Regions from separate parts of the Gossypium hirsutum genome. Here region 1 is linked to region 2. A link is a contact called in public Hi-C data. All regions are on one chromosome and are shown on one strand. Each heading gives the region's core, a stretch centred on a gene start, on an enhancer-like site or on the middle of the called end of the contact. The rest is flanking DNA. Distances are from core to core; before and after follow the strand shown.

Region 1 (6,178 bases), core at 1,297-3,796, 99 kb after region 2:
CCTAAAATTATCAAAATAAATATGTACATGTAACACCCTTAACCCGAATTCATCGCCAGACTAGGGTTACGGAGTATTACTAAACAATCAGAAACATTTAAACTAAATATCATTCAACAATATAAACACATCATAAACCAATCAAATACATACATCCCGTCCCTAAATCGAGCCCTCGAGGTCCTAAAAATATCTTAGAAATAAATCGGGACCAATTTAAAACAACTTGGAAAGTCTAGGAAAAAAAGTCACAAAAATTTGAAAAAATGGGTCACACGCCTGTTTGGCCAGGCCGTATACTGCACATGGATGAGACACACGTCTCTATCTCAAGCCATGAAACCTTCGAAATAGGGACACTCGCCATGTCTCAGCCTATGTCCTCACCCGTGTAACTATTTGAGTAAGGTTACACGGTCGTGTCATAAGCCTATATCACACCCCCATGTGCCAAGCCGTGTAACTCTCTGAGTTACCCTACATGCCTGTGTTCCGGGCCGTGTGTTATGCCGTCTAACTCACTGACTTACACCATAAGAAAATCATCAGATGACACACGGCTGTGTCGCCAGGCCGTGTGGACCCAAATTTACCTAACATCAAACCATTTCTAAGACCATTTAATGCATAAACATTTAGACCAATTGTGCACACTTTCTAAGCACCAAAACTTTATCTAAACATACAAATATTTTCCATTTAAAGAATCCTAATTTAACTAACTAATATGCAATTCAAAAGCACCATAATTAACATCCAAACATAACATGTCAAGACTAGCTAAAAACACTTTTGTTCATGCATATAATCTAATTCAAAACACTTACCAAGACCTATATCAAATAACCATTTTCATAACATTATAAAACACCAACATGGAACCTTATATACAAGCATTTGGAAGTGCCCAAAATGACAATACTTGGTGAAGCATTAAAGTACACCAAACTAACAATAACTTTCAAAGCATAAACATACCAAAATACCAATACAAAACATCATATGCCCTTTAACCTTATATTCATCTATATATATACATGCCACTAACCTAAGAGTCACAAAAACTACCAACTTGAATGGATAGTGTGAGTCAGTTGAATGATCCTTTCAAAATGTCAGCGATGGTTATCTACACAACAGTCTACAAAAATCGATAAGCTTACAAAGCTTAGTAAGGACATAATATAACACTTAATCTAAATACCATTAAGTACAATTCATATAATATTTGGTTAAAAGTTACCGGAGTATAAAAAAGGGCATGAAAGTGCAATCAGGGGTACCAAAGTACAAACAGGGGCATGTAAGTGCAATCATGGGTACCGAAGTGCAAACAGGGGCACCTAAATGCAATCAGGGGTACAAAAGTACAAACAGGGGCATGAGAGTGCTATCAGGGGCATTAAAGTACAAACAGGGGCACGAAAGTGTAATCAGGGGTACCAAAGTACAAACAGGGGCACGAAATTATAGAATAATTAGTAGTGTGCCTTTTCTGGTAAATAATTTTTTTTTTGTAAAAAAAAACCTAATAAATGACAGAAATTACTTGTATTTTTATTTTATATTTAAAATTCAGATAAACCATTATACTTATAATTATAATTAATAAATTACTAAATAAATCATTATGATAATTATAATTTGAAAGTATAACTTCTCTTGTTTTATATTTTCTCCATAACCAAAACTTTTGTTTTACTGTTAAGGGAAAAATAAAAAATTTTAAATTAGAATTACATTTTATTTAGGAAAAAATTAAACTAATCATTATTAAAGAAGAAACAGGATTATATATGAAAATGTTAGATTATAAGTTAGATGTTTGAGTTATATAAGTTAGTTGTTTGAGTTACAAAATACTTCTTTAATTATTATCCTAATTTTTTTTCTACCAAACTGCTTCTTTATTTATTACCCTATAATTTTCATACTTAATTAATCATTAATAATTTACCCTATAAACCTTTTGTTTCTATTTTATAAAATAGTATTTTTCATATTAAATTTTAACTTTTTTAAAAAACCTCATAATACAATATATATTTTTTTAAATTAATAACTTTCTTTTATAAATTTTATTAGTGTTTTCGTTTTATATAAAATAATATTTTAATTGATATATATAATTAAATTCGTGTAATACGCTCACTAGTCAAAATAATGAAAGAATAAATTTATTTAAAATTTAAGATTACATCCATTATCTAAATACGTGTAGGAATGAGATTATATTTTATATTATGATTTGTTAATAATAATTGAAAATATAAATTTATTAAATCATCAGTATGTAGCATTATAAATTATAACATAACATTTAACCAACCAAACACATTTGTATCTTAACTAATAATGCAAATCGCATTGCTAATACAAATCACTATATTTTTTAAATTGGATTTGTAATAGAATTAATTAGGTTATCAATTTATTGATTTAATTAGTCTAATTAAAAATTTATTAAAAATAAAAAATTTAAAAAAATCTAATTCAACTGTTTTGGAGTAGTAATTACAATTTGGATGGTTCTAGAAGTTGAGTCAGATATAAATATCGTAACATTGTGTGGTGATGCTTCTCATCAGTGTTTTCTTTTGTTTTACTTCTTTTTCTTGTTTGTTTTATCAAGCTCCTCTTATTTGTGCTAATGGAGTTCGGAATACCCTTATTCCATATATTCATCAGCTTTCTTCTTGTTTTGTTAATTGCAATTCGAAGCGTGAGGAAATCTAAAGCTAGGAGTTTAACTCAAAGGTTGATTCCAGGGCCACGGAAATTACCTTTGATCGGAAATCTGCACCAGCTCGCTGATTCTACTCTACCCCATCGCACCCTGCGTGACTTGGCTACGAAATATGGCGCCGTCATGCACCTGCAACTCAGTCAAGTTTCAACTGTGGTCATTTCTTCTGCAGAAATGGCTGAAGAGATTATGAAAACACATGATATTGTCTTTGCTTCTAGGCCTTTACTTCTTGCGGCCAAGATTATAACTTATGAATGCACTGATATTGTCTTTTCACCATATGGAAAGTATTGGAGAAATCTGCGAAAAATTTGTACATCGGAGCTTCTGAGTGCGTCTCGGGTCGCCTCCTTCCGATCGATAAGAGAAGAGGAAGTGTTGAATCTCGTCAAAACCATAAAATCAAATGATGGGTTGGCTGTGAATCTGAGCCAGAAAGTTTTTTCAATGACTTATGGCATAACAGCGAGGGCAGCCTTTGGTAAGAAATGCAAATATCAAGATTCTTTCATATCAGTTGCTGCGGAGCAAACGAAGCTGGTTTCTGGTTTCTTTGTTTCCGAATTTTTTCCTTCACTTCAATTCCTGGATGTTGCTTCGGGTGTGAAGTATAGAGTTGAAAAGACTCATGCAGAAGCTGATAGGATTCTTCAGAGCATTGTTAATGATCACAAAGAAAGTAGAGCAAGAGGCAGAAGTAAAGATGACAGGGAAGATCTGGTTGATCTTCTTTTAAGGCTTCAGGAAGATGACGAATTCCCTTTAACTGATAATAGCGTCAAAGCCATCATATTAGTGAGTCCATTATCTTTTACTGGAATTTGGTAATTGTTGTCAAAATTTTATGGCCATAATGTTATTTATAATTTTGTTTTAGGATATTTTCACTGCCGGAAGTGAGACATCTGCATCAACTGTAGAATGGGCATTGTCGGAAATGATTAAAAATCCAAGAGTTATGACAAAAGCACAAGCAGAGGTAAGGCAGGTATTCCAAGGAAAAGGAAATGTGGATGAAACAGGCATTCATCAACTTCAATATCTAAAGTGTGTTATAAAAGAAACCTTAAGACTGCACCCTATTTTACCTTTATTGCTTCCAAGAGAATGTGGCAAGAATTGTGAGATTAATGGATTTGAGATACCTTCCAAGACCAGAGTGATTATCAATGCCTGGGCAATTGGGAGAGATCCAAATCATTGGGCTCAGCCTGAAAAATTTGAGCCTGAAAGGTTTATCAACAGTTCAGTAGATTTCTTGGGAACAAATTTTGAGTTCATTCCATTTGGCGCTGGAAGAAGGATATGTCCAGGCATGCTATTTGCAGTGCCAAATCTAGAGCTACCACTTGCCCAACTGTTGTTCCATTTTGATTGGAAGTTGCCGAAGCAAGAAGATATAGATATGACCGAGGAGTTTGCCTTGTCCGTGAGGAGGAAAACTGATCTAGTCTTAGTTCCTACTCCTTACCATGCTTCTATTATCGTTTCCTACAAGCACAAGGAGGATATATTTGTCTAGGCATATCATAGATTAAATTCTGCTCTTAGTCCTTCTACTTTGTGAAAGTTATGTATTTAGTTATTGTATTTTAACTTGATTAAATATTAGTTTTTATAATTTTTCGAATTGGTCACTTTTAGTCGAAACCTAAACAGTAGTAGTTAAATCAGTTTGGTTAAATTTAATTATTCCTATACTATATTTACATATGTAGATTTGATCCATATTCTTCAATTAGATCATTTTAATTCCCTGTACTTTTCTAATTTTGATATTTCAATCTTGACACAAGTAATAATAGTTAATCATTAATTGGATTTTTAGTAAGTAATATGCAGAAAAAATAAGTTAATATGGTATTACACATAAGATAATATACACATAAGATAATATATCTGGCACATAAATTTTGGAAATAATAAAACTTATATACTGAAATAAAAATTGTTCCCAGCACTCATCGACACGTAGTCGAAATAACATCTACTTGATCTATCTTATGGCATGCTAATTATATTTAACTTTTCCTGAACAATTAATAGGGCAACAACAATTAAATTCCAAATATATTTCAGTTTCATAATTCATCATATTCAATTCATCAATCAAATAATCATTTCACATGCATAATAACATGAATCAATCCAATTCAAAGTTAATTTCACATTTTCATAAATTTACACTATTTTCGAGTATTTTTATAAAATACATACCGGTGCTGCCTGATACAGTGGCAGTACAAAAAATTATTTTCTTTTTAAATGTAAGGATAGTTGAATGATTGGGGGAAATTTGGGGAGTGCTGCCTGACATTTCGACAACACCTGTTGTGCAATGTTGAATTTTTATAAAATACATACCGGTGCTGCCTGATACAGTGGCGGTACAAAAAATTATTTTCTTTTTAAATGTAATGATAGCTGAATGATTGGGGGGAATTTGGGGAGTGCTGCGTGACATTTCAACAACACCTGCTGTGCAATGTTGACTTTTTCTATTTACACTATTTTCGAGTATTTTTATAAAATACATACTGGTGCTGCCTGATGCAGTGGCGGTACAAAAAATTATTTTCTTTTTAAATATAATGATAGCTGAATGATTGGGGGGAATTTGGGGAGTGCTGCCTGACATTTCGACAACACCTACTTTGCAATGTTGAATTTTTCTATATTTGTATATAATTTGTAGTGTGCCTATTTTAGTAAATAATTTTTTTACATTATTAGTGTAAAAAATCTCAATAAATGACAAAGAAATTACTTATATTTTTATTTTATTTTTAAAATTCCATGTCATATACTTAACAGCCACATCACTGTTTAGTGATTTACTGATTTTGGACTAAAATAAATAAAATAATAAGTTAAATGATTATTTTATAAATTTTAAAAATTAGAGATAACTTAATAAAAAAAATTAATAGTTGGATGGATATTTATAGAATTTATCCTTAAATTTAAACCGGACACGAAAGCATGGGGACTAGATTTGTTCATGGGTCAGGCTGCTCGGTCCGAAGTCCCACCCGAAAAGTGGTAGGGTTTAAGTAAAAATATAGGTCCGAAAAATGAGTTTAAGCAAAAATGATTTTTTTTTACAATTTTATTGTTATTTTTTATTATTTTGTTACTCTTTTCTTATTATTTTTTCACTATTTTGCTACCATTTCACAATATGTTGCTACTATTTTGTTGTTATTATTTTGATATTGTCTAACTCTTATTTTATTATTAATTTTGTTACTATTTTAAAGGTATTTGTTTGTTAAGCTGCATCTATTTTAGTGTTATTTAAATATATATATATTAAAAAATTTGGGGAGTGCTGCCTGACATTTCGACAACACCTGTTGTGCAATGTTGAATTTTTATAAAATACATACCGGTGCTGCCTGATACAGTGGCGGTACAAAAAATTATTTT
Region 2 (6,515 bases), core at 1,829-4,328:
AAAAAGTAAAAGTATAAGAAAAAAAATCTTGAAAACAACATGAATTAAAAATAAAAACACAAAATGCTTGAGAGAGGATTTTAATACGATCACACTAATGAAATACCACACATTTAACAAACTAGCCAAGTACTTTTCAAGTAAAAAATGCATTTTGTAAAAAAGTATTTTTTTAAAAAATGTGTCTTATAAAAAGTATTTTATCTCTTCAACGATCAAATAATTTTAAAACCTACTTAAAATTCAAAATTTCTTCTAAAATCGACCTTTATAGCCAATTTTGCGGGCTTGGAAAGACAAAAAAAGAGGAAAGAAATCGACTTATGAGATTTAAGCCTTGTTCTTCATTGTGTTGACCTTTTGTTTCAATAAACAATGAAAAATAAGGTGAATTTGGAATGAAAAGTAATTTTTAAACTAACTTTTAGATCCAACCATAAAAGCTGAAAAAATAACCCTTTTTATTTTTAAATGTAAAAATATTAAAATACCCTTTTTCAATTGAATGAATCCATAAAAATCAATTTTTTTTTAAGTTTTAACTAAGCATTTTTCCTAAAGAAAAAAGAATAACATTTAACAATGAGCATGTAAATTAATAAAAAATCTTAATTTTCTCTAATATGATTTATATGTTTAAATTAAACTATAAAAATAATTTTATATTAATTGTCTAAAAGGTTTTTATATTTGATATATTAGTATATTAAATTATTTAAATATCATTTAATTTATTTTTCTTCTCAACATCATATTTAAAATTAAATATTTTAACTTCCGCAACCTTTTTTTGATAACAAAAAAAAATTTCTTAAATTAATAAATTATATTTTTTTCAAATAATTTTTTAAAAGAATTTCTCAAAAATAATTTTTACTGTAATGAAAAATTAAGCCCAAATGTGTATTAAACACCATCTCACTATTCAACCAATTTATTCATTTTCTTCCAACTTTGCTGACCAAAAATGTTTGCAAGTTTTCAAATTGCATTGAAGAGATGCACCGCTGCACTAGCATTAGCTAAAGGACCAGTTACATTATATTTTTGATTCATTAGTTTCTCGATCAGAAGTCAAATCGATAAATGGTGCCAATCAAGCCACATCTGCGATTATTTAAATTTAATTTTCATTAAAGAGATGATAGAAAATTCACATGGCAGTTACAAAAATCCAACATAATAAGAATATTTAAATATTGTTTCAATTAAATTTTATAACTATAAAATTAGCCTTCAGTATTTTTCATCTTAAATTCAAAATATTATAAAGAAATTTTAAAATAAAAAATAAAAAATGGGTATTGTTAATCCATGAATAAACAAATATTAAAAAAGAAAAAAAGAAAATAGGAAGGGGCAGGATGAAGATATATACTGGGAGTTGGAAGAGAAATTATTAGAGGATGGGGGCGGTGGCCAGAGCTCATGAAAGCTTCCATAACATATCCATTATTGTCAATCCAAAGATTCATTGTGGGTGCTTACTGTTATTGTTGATAATAATTTATTGTAAATCAATTTTTTAGCATTTACTGAAAATAAAAAATGAAATTAGAAATTACTGTATCATGGTAAGTTTATTGTTTTAGAAATGAATTCGTTTTGATTGATCATATAATCAAATCTCAAAAAAAATTTAAAAGGGTCATAGTTAGTCCTGATTAAAACCTAAACTCTTGACAGATTTAAAGAAAATACATAAAATAGAGGAAAAAAAATATTTCTAGAGAGGATTATATTTCTGTTCAGTGTGAAAAATAAAAAAAATCAACCATCTATTTATACTAGTAACAAAAAGGTAGAACGGTAAATAAGCAGGGACAAAGAAGTTAAAAATGCACTGAAACTGCTCCATTATTTTCGTCCCAACAGCGAAAGAAAAATACAAAAAGCAAAAAGTACAATACATTTTAACACAAACACAAGTAATATGATACACAGTAATCTATATATATAACAAACCTATAGCCCAAGTATTCAATGAAAATATGAAGTTAAGCTATATAAAAACTTTCTTTCATAGCTTGTACTTCATTAATGTGGGATATACCCATTAACAACAACCTTTTATATTACTTGTAGTTATTTCATAAGATTTCGTCAATTTTTTTTTTTTTGCGTTAGGAATTTACTTTTGTGGTTCTAAAGATGATGCCGATGAAAAGAAAGTAAAAAAGGCGGAGAGAATTTGAATCTAATCACGAAGGAAATATTCCTCTTAATTAACGAGCTAAGTCGAATGCTTGCCTTTTATAAGAAAGTACTTTTAGAAAGTGCATTCTACAATTTCATTAGAAAAAACAATTTATTTCCTTAAATAATATTAAAACCAGGCAAAAACTTGAAAAGAAATTTCTAAAGTTGAGTTTTATAACCAATTTCGTTGGAGCTTGAAAAGAGAAAAAGAAATCAACTGATGAGATTGTGTGTGGATGGAAGGCTAAATAGCATCTCAAAATGTCATAATATTTCTCTATGATCGTGACTAAACATCACATATATAATAAGGGGAATTACATGTTATTATTTACTATCATGATAGGTTAGCCTAGATTAAAAATGATCTAATTTAGTTAAAGTTCTATTGTGCTTTAATTATTAAATAAAGTATGTGTCAAATATGTGTAGATACTCTAGTAATTGAGTTCTAATCAAATTCTAATTAATAATGGGCTAATTAGGAATTAGAACTAATATGCCAAGGCTATAAATATTAGGGTTATGGTCCCCAAATTACACAACAAGATATCTTTTCTAATATCTCTTTTTTAGGAAAGAGATAACAAATATCCTCTGAATTTCTTGTGTGTTAATTTGGAAGATCAAATTCCCAAAATCAGATAAAACTTTAAGGAATTCATGGATTTAAGTACGCTTCAACATCTAATTTTATTTTATTCTTGATTTATTTCTAATAATTTAACATAATAAATTCTAATTTATTAAGTTTTATTTCAGATTTACTTTATAAATCTAACACAACCGACCAGAGCAAGTTGCAGGTGCATAATGGGGCCATGTTTGGTAGCCAAATCTCGTAAGGTACGATGGGGTAGACCAGGACGAGCAGGCTGGTGAAGACTTCCTATCAAAGGTAATTTTCGTGGCCCTGGAATCAACTTGACTTAAATTCCTAGCTTTAGATTTCCTTACACTTGTGATTGCTGCCATAAATTAAATTTAAAAAAAGAAAAAAAAAAAGAAAAAAGAAGGAAGCTGATGATGATCTGAAATAAGGGGTTTTTTATTAAAATAATTATGAATATAGGATAAATTGTAGATTAACTATGAAAATAGAGTATTTTTTTACTGTGCCGCCAATGTGTGTCACCAATTAGAAAAAATGTTTTAGTAAAAACAAATAAAATAATATTAAAAAAAGGGGTGTCGTTTACCCTTCATATTTTTAATTAATTTTTGTATTATTTAGATAAAAAATAGAATAAGGATATTTAGAACTCCATTTTGAGTAAGAATAAACTATTAAAATAATCTTTTTTATTTGTCTTAAGTTATATTTTAGTCACTTATGTTTGAAATGTTACGTTTTAGTTACTTATACTACCGTGTTGTAACATTTTAGTCACTAAGCAGTTAATTGCCGTTAATGGTCTAATGATAATTTGACGTGGCACATTAAATCATAATTTCAAACAAAAATTTGAAGTTAAATTATTGGTTCCCGTATTTTTCATTTTGAGTAATTTAATTTTTTTCTTTTATGTTCTTTTAACTTTCCTTTTTTTTTTCTTTATTTTTCATTCCCTTCTGCTTCTCTCTCTGTTTTTCTCTCTTTTCCATCTATTTTATGTTCTTTTAACTTTTCTTTTTTTTCTTTTTATATTTCCTTCTCCCTTCCCCATATTCCGATGGCCGTTCACAAGCTGCCTTAAACGATTTTTGTGCAACCAAGCCCTTAAATCCATCGTATGGTTAAATGCTACACATTAACAAGTAACCTTTAGTTGACTGTTTGGAATAATTTGCAGATGCCTCATATTTGAAATCCCATTTCTTTGAGTTAATTATGTGGAAAATAAAGATAGAGAAGGGAGGAAAAAAAAAGGAGAAGCAGAAGATAATGGAAAAAAAAGAGTTAAAAGAACATAAAAGAAAAAAATTTTCTCAAAATGGAAAAATATGGGGACCAATTATATAATTTAACCTAATTTTTTTGTTTGAAATGATGATTTAGCGTGCCAGGTTAACTCACCGTTATACTGTTAACGACAATTAACAGCTCAGTGGCTAAAATATTACAACGCATTAGTGACTAAAACGTAACATTTCAAACATAAGTGACTAAAATGTAATATGAAATAAATAAATATGACTATTTTGATAGTTTACTCTTTTAGTAATAACTTAAAGAAGAAATTTGATTTTTGAAAGAAAGAAACTGAAAAAATTGATTTTTTTTTGTTTTTGAAAATAATGAACTAATACTTGAGTTAATTTTGGCCAGCAGTATCAATATGATTTGGATCTTTTTGGTTAAAATTAAATTACAGGAGACATGTCTTTGCATAAGTCTAGGTTGAGACAACTGGATCTGTGTATTAGATTGATGTGACTCGTTTACAAAAGGATGAAATTTAATAATTTTGAATGCCATATATTTTTCACAAAATTACGGGAAGTTATTGAAATAAAATAAAAAAATAATGGGCTAATTAGAAAATTGTTGATTTTAAAAGTTAATTAGGGAATTAGGCTGAATTTTTTCAAATTTAGGAAAATATGTCAATTTTGGAGAGAGAAACAAAAATCCCTCCTGTAGTTGAGGTGGTAGCCATGGGGTTGAAAGCGCCCCCACCTAAACTAAAATATTTTCCAACAAGAAGTGTTTTCGTCCTTCCAAAATTTTTTTTGGCGTTGGTTGTTAAAAATTTGAGGAGAAAGATTTATTTGTCTTTGTGTTTTAGGGAGAAATTGTGATAGTTTAAAGTATATTTGAGTTCACGGTGATACGAAGGCATTCGAAGACCCACACATTTTATTTTCGGTGTGGAGAGTGCACCATCACCTTAGAAGATGTCGCATTGCAATTCGGACCCCCAGTTCACGATGGTTATATGGTCACAGGTTAAAGTATAACTAGGGCTCCCAATTGACGATTATGTGGTCACAGGTTTAAGTTTCAAACCACCAAAAGAGGATGCTTTATAAACCCTATACATAAGTTTGCTATCATAATAATAGGGAAAAAAATGGGTTCACCGATATAATCAACCTATTCTTTTTCTTTACCAAAGTAGTATCCTTAATCTCATTGTTCAAAAAATGTGTCAAATGTAGGGGGCAAGAAGACTTTCAAGGGGGATTGAGAATGATGGTGGAGAAAGTTGAAGCCTAAGTCAGGGCGGCAACAATTGTAGTTATTAATGAGTTTTCTAATCACATCAACTAATGACGCCTCGAGTCATGTTTTAGCTTTTCTCCACCATCACTGTCACTCCTCCCTGAAAGTCTTCTTACCCCCACCTCTAACACAAGTTTTGGACAATGAGATTAATGATACTATTTGACGGAGAAATAAGTTGGTTATACAGGTAAACCCATTTTCTCCTATGATCATGATCACAAACTTATGTATAGGGTTTATAAAGCATTCTCTTCTGGTGGCATGAAACTTGAACCCGTGACCGCATAACTACATCAACTGGGAGCTCGAGTTATACTTGAACCCATGACTGCATAACCACCGTCATCTGGGAGTCTTAGTTATACTTCAACTTGTGACTGTATAACAATCAAGAAGTAGGAGCATGAGTTGCAATACGACATAGTCTAAGGTGATATTATACTCCTCACACGGGAAATGATTTGTGTGGGTCTCTAGGTACCATTGCATCTTTGTGAAGTCAAACATACTTAAAACTATCATAATTTTTCCCTAAAACTCCAACACAAACAAACTTTCCCTCCTAAAATTTCAACACTCAACCAAAAATATGAAAACAAAAGTGTTTTTCTTTTCTTTAATAGACGGTGGGCGAGAGAGCTAATGGAGTAGGGGGAGGAAAACCCTTATAAGGCGACCAAGGGAAAAAAATTTTAAAAAAATATGTAGAAGCCCATAACCATCTAGGATTCCAGGGATGGGGTGTTTGAAAATTATTTTAGGATTTCCAAGTTTTGAAATTTTATCATGGGATTCCCTGCTAAAGTTAGGGTTAAGAGAAAATATGTGGAAAGAAAATGCCTCTAACATGCATTTTCTTTCCTACTAAAACCTAACCCTAAATACAGGATTCTCTTGCCCGAGAATTCGGAATAATATTCAAAAATCACATCCAAATTTTTTATTCAAAAACGCTTTTAACAATAAGCATATTTTAAAAACTTTTCAGCAAAACATTTTTAAAAGTGTTTTTTTAGACTTTTAATGTCCAATATTTTCCAAAATTTTGAAGTTATACTTGATATCTGGGGGTAGTATTTCCTATAAAATGAAGACATTCTTTGTAAAGGTTCCATACTTAAATTTTGAGAAGATTATTTTCATAAAA

The links. A called contact is a pair of places that touch in the nucleus more often than the background predicts.
Region 1: a Hi-C map of leaf shows a contact between it and region 2, with 2.9 times the contacts expected there. The contact joins the promoter of LOC107895182 here to the enhancer-like site in region 2. A contact is called at or near these places in 11 of 34 Hi-C or Micro-C datasets (anther, callus, hypocotyl and 2 more).

Annotation. Positions count from the first base shown.
Region 1 is chrA13:92,781,522-92,787,699 of Gossypium_hirsutum_v2.1, forward strand. It overlaps LOC107895182 (cytochrome P450 71D10), which reads left to right and starts at 2,547. Exons shown (of 2, transcript XM_016820441.2): 1 at 2,547-3,544; 2 at 3,627-4,379. The coding sequence starts at 2,651. The coding sequence ends at 4,271.
Region 2 is chrA13:92,682,128-92,688,642 of Gossypium_hirsutum_v2.1, forward strand. No RefSeq gene overlaps it. Among protein-coding and RNA genes, the nearest start is that of LOC121212902, 32 kb to the right of the region's middle. Within about 2 kb of position 3,079, at least 2 of the 9 cell types and tissues checked have an H3K27ac peak or open chromatin away from gene starts, as enhancers often do. A contact at or near this core is called in hypocotyl and leaf, where this site is marked.